Regions from separate parts of the Drosophila melanogaster genome. Here region 1 is linked to region 2. The links are chromatin contacts, called in public Hi-C maps. All regions are on one chromosome and are shown on one strand. The core of a region is the stretch at or near the end of the contact, and the rest is flanking DNA. Distances in the headings are between cores, read along the strand shown. Region 1 overlaps Ptp61F (Protein tyrosine phosphatase 61F). Region 2 holds the start of CG2211.

What was found. A called contact is a pair of places that touch in the nucleus more often than the background predicts.
Region 1: a Hi-C map of the Kc167 cell line shows a contact between it and region 2, with 3 times the contacts expected there. A contact is called at or near these places in 4 of 107 Hi-C or Micro-C datasets (the Clone 8 cell line, the Kc167 cell line, the ML-DmBG3-c2 cell line and 1 more) and 1 of 7 datasets of targeted methods (the S2 cell line).

Annotation. Positions count from the first base shown.
Region 1 is chr3L:1,374,537-1,377,762 of dm6, forward strand. The region is part of intron 3 of Ptp61F (Protein tyrosine phosphatase 61F); the gene reads right to left. The region is part of intron 1 of ru (roughoid); the gene reads left to right. Among named protein-coding and RNA genes, the nearest start is that of tRNA:Glu-CTC-3-1, 3.8 kb to the right of the region's middle.
Region 2 is chr3L:1,333,322-1,336,668 of dm6, forward strand. CG2211 reads right to left here and starts at 2,038. Exons shown (of 4, transcript NM_138258.3): 1 at 1,720-2,038; 2 at 1,192-1,651; 3 at 368-1,135; 4 at 1-311. The coding sequence starts at 1,200. The coding sequence ends at 96. Hmbs (Hydroxymethylbilane synthase) reads left to right here and starts at 1,568. Exons shown (of 4, transcript NM_138259.3): 1 at 1,568-1,967; 2 at 2,623-2,695. The coding sequence starts at 1,920.

The sequences.
Region 1 (3,226 bases), core at 290-2,789, 41 kb after region 2:
ATCCCATAGATACAGATACAAATACACATACAGTGCTACAAATTATTATAAATACAAATTAATCAAACAAAAATTCAGATTATTCAGTATATAAAGTATATGAACTCTAAATTACACACTATTCATTTGTAACAATCGATAGCACAGGTGTATGTATAATAGTGATCCCACTTAGCGAGTGAGCACTGTAGGCATGCATCTGACGTGTGAATCGACACTAAGCGGTCTCAACAAATGCTTTTAATAAGAGCAGCCAAATAAAAGAGATTGAAAATTTACAAAATCTGGCGAAAAGTGAAACGGAACCCAGCCAGGGTCACATTCTCTAGAGAACGGAACCCAAACCAATTCGAATTGCGTTGAGGTGAGGGGTTCTGTTGAGTGAGTCAGGCCCACGCAATGCGAACACCTGAAGTCCCCATCGATTGGTGGCCCATAGAGGGAAGGGGTGAGGTGTCCCAAACGAGTTTCACACGAAACGTGGGCCAAAGTCTTTGACGTCAGCAATTGAAGTTGGTCGACAACTATCAAAGCCGAGCCATTGACACAATTTGTATACGCGATTTGCACTTGCAAAAAGTGTGACTCTCATGTGATAAATATTTAAAAGCGGAAGATTGTGTTTAGCAATGTAATTAATCAGATCTCAGCTAATTGAAACTTTGCGACATATTTCAATTTCAATTTAGTTTCAAAGGAAGCGCACTAAATATACGTAGCTAAAAAATCACACCGATGTTTGATTTTTCGATTATATTCTTTATCAATATTTTTTTTTGTTAAATAGAGTATGTTTCAGCCGAAACCATTTGATCCAATGCATCGCACCGTTGTCATGTAGTATTTATGATAGAATTAAGCAAAAATCACGGACAAACCGAATGCAAATCGTTTACAAAGAGTTATCACAGCTATTTGGGTTATTATTTTGCATTGACGCAATGTGAAAAAAAAAAGGAAAATAAAATCACCAAAGCTGAAAAACCAAAATCGAGAAAAACACAAAAATGCCCGACAAATAGCACAATAAGAAAAAAAACATAGAAAACGCTTATATATGTATGTGAAATCAAATATTCTGGCAATTAAACAGCAGAAATTGTTGGTCGCCGCTTGTTTTGCATTTTTTTTCCTTCGGGTTTTATTTAATTTTAATGGCTGCAACCACAACACGAATTATGCAGATTTACAAACGCCGACAAAAAGGCGAGAAAGTATTTATAATTAAAACGGTTCTCGCCAAGGGCCTGTGGACTGACCACCCATAGATGATAGTTGCTCCCGATGATCAGCGCTGCATCCGATAGATAGATAGCTATATAGATAGATAGATGCAATCGTAGCGTATATCTGGCGGATACCCGACCAATCTGCATCTGCAAATGACCACAAAGTGAGAGCGTTGCACAGTTAACTCAATTAACTTATAAAATGTAAACTATGCGAGCCAACAGCTACACCATATAGCATATGTGGCTCCAGCTCCCAGACGAGATCCCCAACAACAAGCTCACTGAGCTAAACGGCAACGGTGATTAACTTTTGTCCATCTACCGCAGCGATGGTCGCGTGACTCACGAGCTTAGATAAGTTTTTCAAGTTTATATCAACAGGAAATGCCAAGCATTATTCAGCAAAGTATAGAAATATTTCATAGAATATTAGATTGATACTTTGTTAGTACTGTTCGGTGCACCGTTTACTTAAAGTTGAGTTTCTCAAGTTGGAATGCTTGTGCAATTGCCCATCTCTAGCGCATTTCACAGTTTCCAACCTCGGCCCATGCCCACAGTTTTCCATATGTAGATGCGTGCGAAGAGATACGTGAATGTATCTACAAGCTACAAGTTACGCTTTGCAGACTCGCGTACTCACCTGAGCGCGAATAATTACCACGCCAAGAAAAGGGGAGCAAAAGGGGAAGGGGCAGATGAGCAGGGGGCAGAGAGGGAGCGGTAAAGGTAGGCGCCGCGCTTTTGTCCACAGAAGAAGAGGCGGCAAAGGGGGCGGAACGGGCCCACCGACTGCGGCAACAATGTTGGTGAACGTTGAGGAAGCGAATGTAGATCGGCGATATATATATGTACATATATCTACCCAAAGGGGCGGAGAGCGAGGGGCGTGGCGGCAGGTGGGTCATCGACGGGTCGAGGGCAGCGCCAGCGGTGCTAATGTGGTTATGAACGCCAGTTGGCAGGTCAGCTCGTCTCCGTCTTGGAGCCGAAGTCGTTGCTAATCGAAATGTGATAATCGGGGCGGGGCAGGGTCCAGTTCATTGAGCTCCAAAGTGGCGGCCAGGGGGAAATTCGCACCAACTTTGCGCTGCTATTGAACCCATTAATGACGCCGCTTTTTCCTTTATGAGCGCGATTTTCTCGGCTCGTGGAAAGTCGCACGAAAAATGGATCGCACATTAGCTTGGGAAAACCGCTCGACCAGCGGTGAAATCATAATAATGAGAAAACGAATGCAAATATTTATTGGAAAAGCCCTGGGCACGTTCCTTGGGAAATGGATCTTAAGGCAGAGTTTGCATTTTTGTTTCCCCAGAGAAAAGTGGTAAAATAAACCCATTTACCCATGATATTCATTCTGTGATGAGATCTTTAGCTTGTTTGCTTAAGTAAGAACTATTTAAGCACCAATTTGAGCTGTCTCGTTTTAGAACATTCCTCTTGGTTCTTGGTGCGTTCCCCCCAACTGGTTACTTCCTTTCTTCCTTCCTTCCTGTCTTCCTTCCTTGGCAATCTGCTGTTTATTTGTCTTTGCGTCCCCCAGAGAAAAACGCGAGAACAAAAGGCTTGTCAAGCCATTTCCATTTTCATTTCCATTACCGTGCGAATTCTGCTCGCTTTTCATTCGCTTTTTTGCCATTAACATTTTTCACTGCTCACCCACTCAGCGGATTCAGGGCGCATAATTGCCTTTTGATGTTGCTGCTTGCCCTTGGCCATGGTCATGTTGCACCCCTGCTCCTTGCTGCTTTTGCTGACCACTTAAGGCCACATTAATTGTTATGATTTACAATGGGAAAAATCATAAATTAATTATTCATGGGACGGCAAACAAGCGGAGACGGATGAAATTCCTGCCCTGGGTCAATGTTCCATTGGCTGGGCAATTTCCGCGCAGTTTCCTTCCTGGCCAGTGGCCACCAAATCGAAGTGGCAATCGGAATCGGAGGCAGATCAGCTACCAATTAGCTAACGGAACTACGTGCAAATCG
Region 2 (3,347 bases), core at 788-3,287:
GTTTTAACGAGATCTTAATAGGGAGTTTATACCATATGAAAGTTTGGACTAACATGGCTGTTTGAATTCTGAGTCTCAGAACTACAAGGTGCATCTCATCCATACTCGGACTGAACGGTGAGCGAAAACTGACCCTTGGGAATTGAATTGGCATGGTACCAGATGCGTGTGTCCACCAACACAGCATCTCCGGGCTCCACATAGAAGGAGAAGGGCTGACACTGGTGGTCACATTCAGGAGCAGGTGCCAGAAACCAGGTCTTGTTGCCACTTAACTGAGCTTGCCACAACAGGCGGGGAATGTAATCAAGCTATAATAATTGAAAGATTAGTCATAATATTCGTTGATTTCTTGGTTTTTACTTACATGCATCACAGCCCCTTGCTCGTAGCCCATTAATATGAAGTCCGTGTGAGGCATTTCAGCATCGAAGGGCAGGAAATGCGGGCGGGGATACAGCTTTCTGAGCTCCGCCAGGACGGCCGGCTGGCAGACACTCCAGCCCACGAACCAGGGCACTCCTTGAGTAAGATTTGAACGCTCCGCGGACATGGAAAACACATGCTTCAGCGACTTGAGATCAGAGTTGAAGTGCAGAAACTGGCAATCTGAGTCCATTGCTCCCGGGACACTTTCGTACAATTCTTTTATGAAGGCAAAGCTGAGGTTCTTTTGTGCTGGCCAGTGAGCCACCGCCCTCTTCACAATGATGGGCATTGAGGAGTACGCGTGCGGTGCAAACTCCTCCATGGTGAGATTGGCCAAGATCAGGGGAGCCCTCACCCCTTTACAAAACTCGCAGTCACTAATGGGCCTGGTGGCCTCCCATACCAAGTAGTTGTTGGGCAGAAAGCAACGCACTCCGAGCAGGAACGAGATGGTCTCATAAAAGACCGGGGTGGCCACCATGATGAAGAACACGATGCCCAGCAGCCAGAGCAGATTCAACCGGTTCGGGTTGTGGTCCATGTCGCGCGTTTTGCGGAATGCCTCCTCCAGCTCCTGTGTGGACACCAGACCAGTCCGCATCACATTACGATGCAGAGCGTCCAGTTGATCAGCTAAGTCCGGACCCAAGCGCTCCCGAACCGCCTGCATTCGGTTGCCCAGCGTCCGCGTGGGACGGCTGATGAACTGGACCGTTCAGCCCTTTATTATTTTGCATTTCTTCAGTACTTATTATTCCTCACCAGAAACATTTCCAATTGATAGTCCTTCCCCTTTGTTTTGCTTCCAAACAGCTGAGAACGATAGGCTCATGGCGCGAGCTCTTTTGCCTATCGACTACAGAGTTGTCAGGGCTTCATAATTTACCAAATATTTCGTTTTGGTAGTTTAGATATTTACAACTTAAAATGTTAATAGGGCTGTAAATGATGTGCGGGTATAAGTATTGCTTTCACTTATATTGTCAAAAATATTTAAGTAATTTTTAACATTTATACACTGAACTAATTTTAGTCACGCTTAGTATTTTTTCTGGCTTCAGTCACAAACTGTGCCCATGCACTCGCCAGCCCTGTCAGCCGTTCTTCGTATATTTTAACGGTTCGCCCGCGGTCACACTTGTCATTCACTTTTCGCTCTTTGCTCGGTCGTAGTATCGGCCAGCAGCTAAAAATTTGGAAAGATCGTTCGGGCTGGGATTTTCTGCTGATTAGTACAAAGCCAACGTGACAATAACTCAAAAATGTGTCTTGAATAGTGCGTGCATTTACGTTTTCATTCATCTTTTATCGTTCATCCGGGCTCGGTTTTCTAATCAGCACTCCTCCTTCTTTGGCTGTCAACGTGACCCCGAAAGCTGTCCTTCTCGCACACACTTTCACTTTGCAACAACAACAGGAACAACGAACAAATAACCCAGCATAAACAATTGTTGTGCAACACTTATTAGCAAAACATTAGAGCGCCTATAATGTCGGCGCAGGAAAAGGTTATACGCGTTGGATCGCGAAAGAGCGAGGTAAGTGTGTTAAAGGCGACGAGAACTAAAATATGTGCATACTACATCCGCTTGGAATTCGAATTGGAAGTGCTGCATTTGAATTTCAATCACATTTTCGTGGCTCTCTCTTTCTCTCCCGTCTCCCCCTCCCTTATGCAAGACTTGTTGCTCTCCGCGTGGTGTTATTGCAGTTGTTGTACTTGCTCTGCTTTTTGGTTACTGTTACACAATTCGCTATAGCAACAGTACGCACTTTTGCAGAATGAGAGGAAGAGAGAGGCAGACAGAGAGGGTGAGAGAGAGAGGCCAAACTAATACAGTGCACTTTCGCAAAGTAAACCAACATAATTAACCGAAAGTAGAAAAAACGAATAATACACAAAACAAATGTGTTCCTCTGTCGAGCCCGCACTGTACTTGTTTTTGTATGGACCCCATTTGAAAACTTGATTTTAAGCTGGGCCTTTTAATAATTTTTGTGTTAATTGCACTGAGCCGCCACCTTTGATCGTGCTCGAAGTGAAGGCCACCTGTGTGCTGCTGGCATTCCAATTTGAAATTACTTGACTTATTTGCGAGCTAAGTGCCCTACTCTCTCCTTCTCTCTGTTAATTTGCATTTAGCATATAATAGGCACTCTATTAAACAATTTAACCCCCTTCCCCCTTTTCAGCTCGCTCTGATTCAGACCAAACATGTCATCGGCCGCCTGCAGAAGCTATATCCCAAGCAGAAATTCGAGATCCGTAAGTGAAAGTCGGGGTTGATAAATATTGGGGCACCGGCTGGAAGGGGAATTGGAAACTCATGATCAGCAAACTGAAAGGGAGTTGGAAGTGCTTACATACATACATGTAAACAGCGCAGTCATGCTGCACAGGGGCCTTTAGAAACTCTACACGAAGCATGACTTGTGGAAATTCCAGCAGGAGCCATGCTTATCTAGCGTTCTGATAGTGGTCATAGCAAATGTTGCGACTGTTTAAATGGGATTGCATACGATCGGCTTTATGCATATCGGCTTCTCTAAATTCATTGCTCTCGCTCTTTCGTCATCTCTTTTCCGCTCACGTGCCATTTGCCGAAGTTTGCTCAATGTCAATGGCTGTGCTGTTGTTGTTTCTCCCGAGATTAGGGAATGCCAACTCACACATACGCACAAACATACAGTAGCGGGCAAATAATCAGCACTAGAGATAATTATTATTCTTTGGAACTACCAAACTGTTTTGGCCATATAAATTCTGTTGGCTGAACCACATTACGTGAGAATTTTTGTTTGGATGAAGTGATACGACATTCGATCGGTCTATCTCTGATCGCAGTGAAATATTCGATAAGAGTCGCACTTTCTGGCGACATTATGGGAAATCTGTTGAAATTGTATTTGCACAGGCA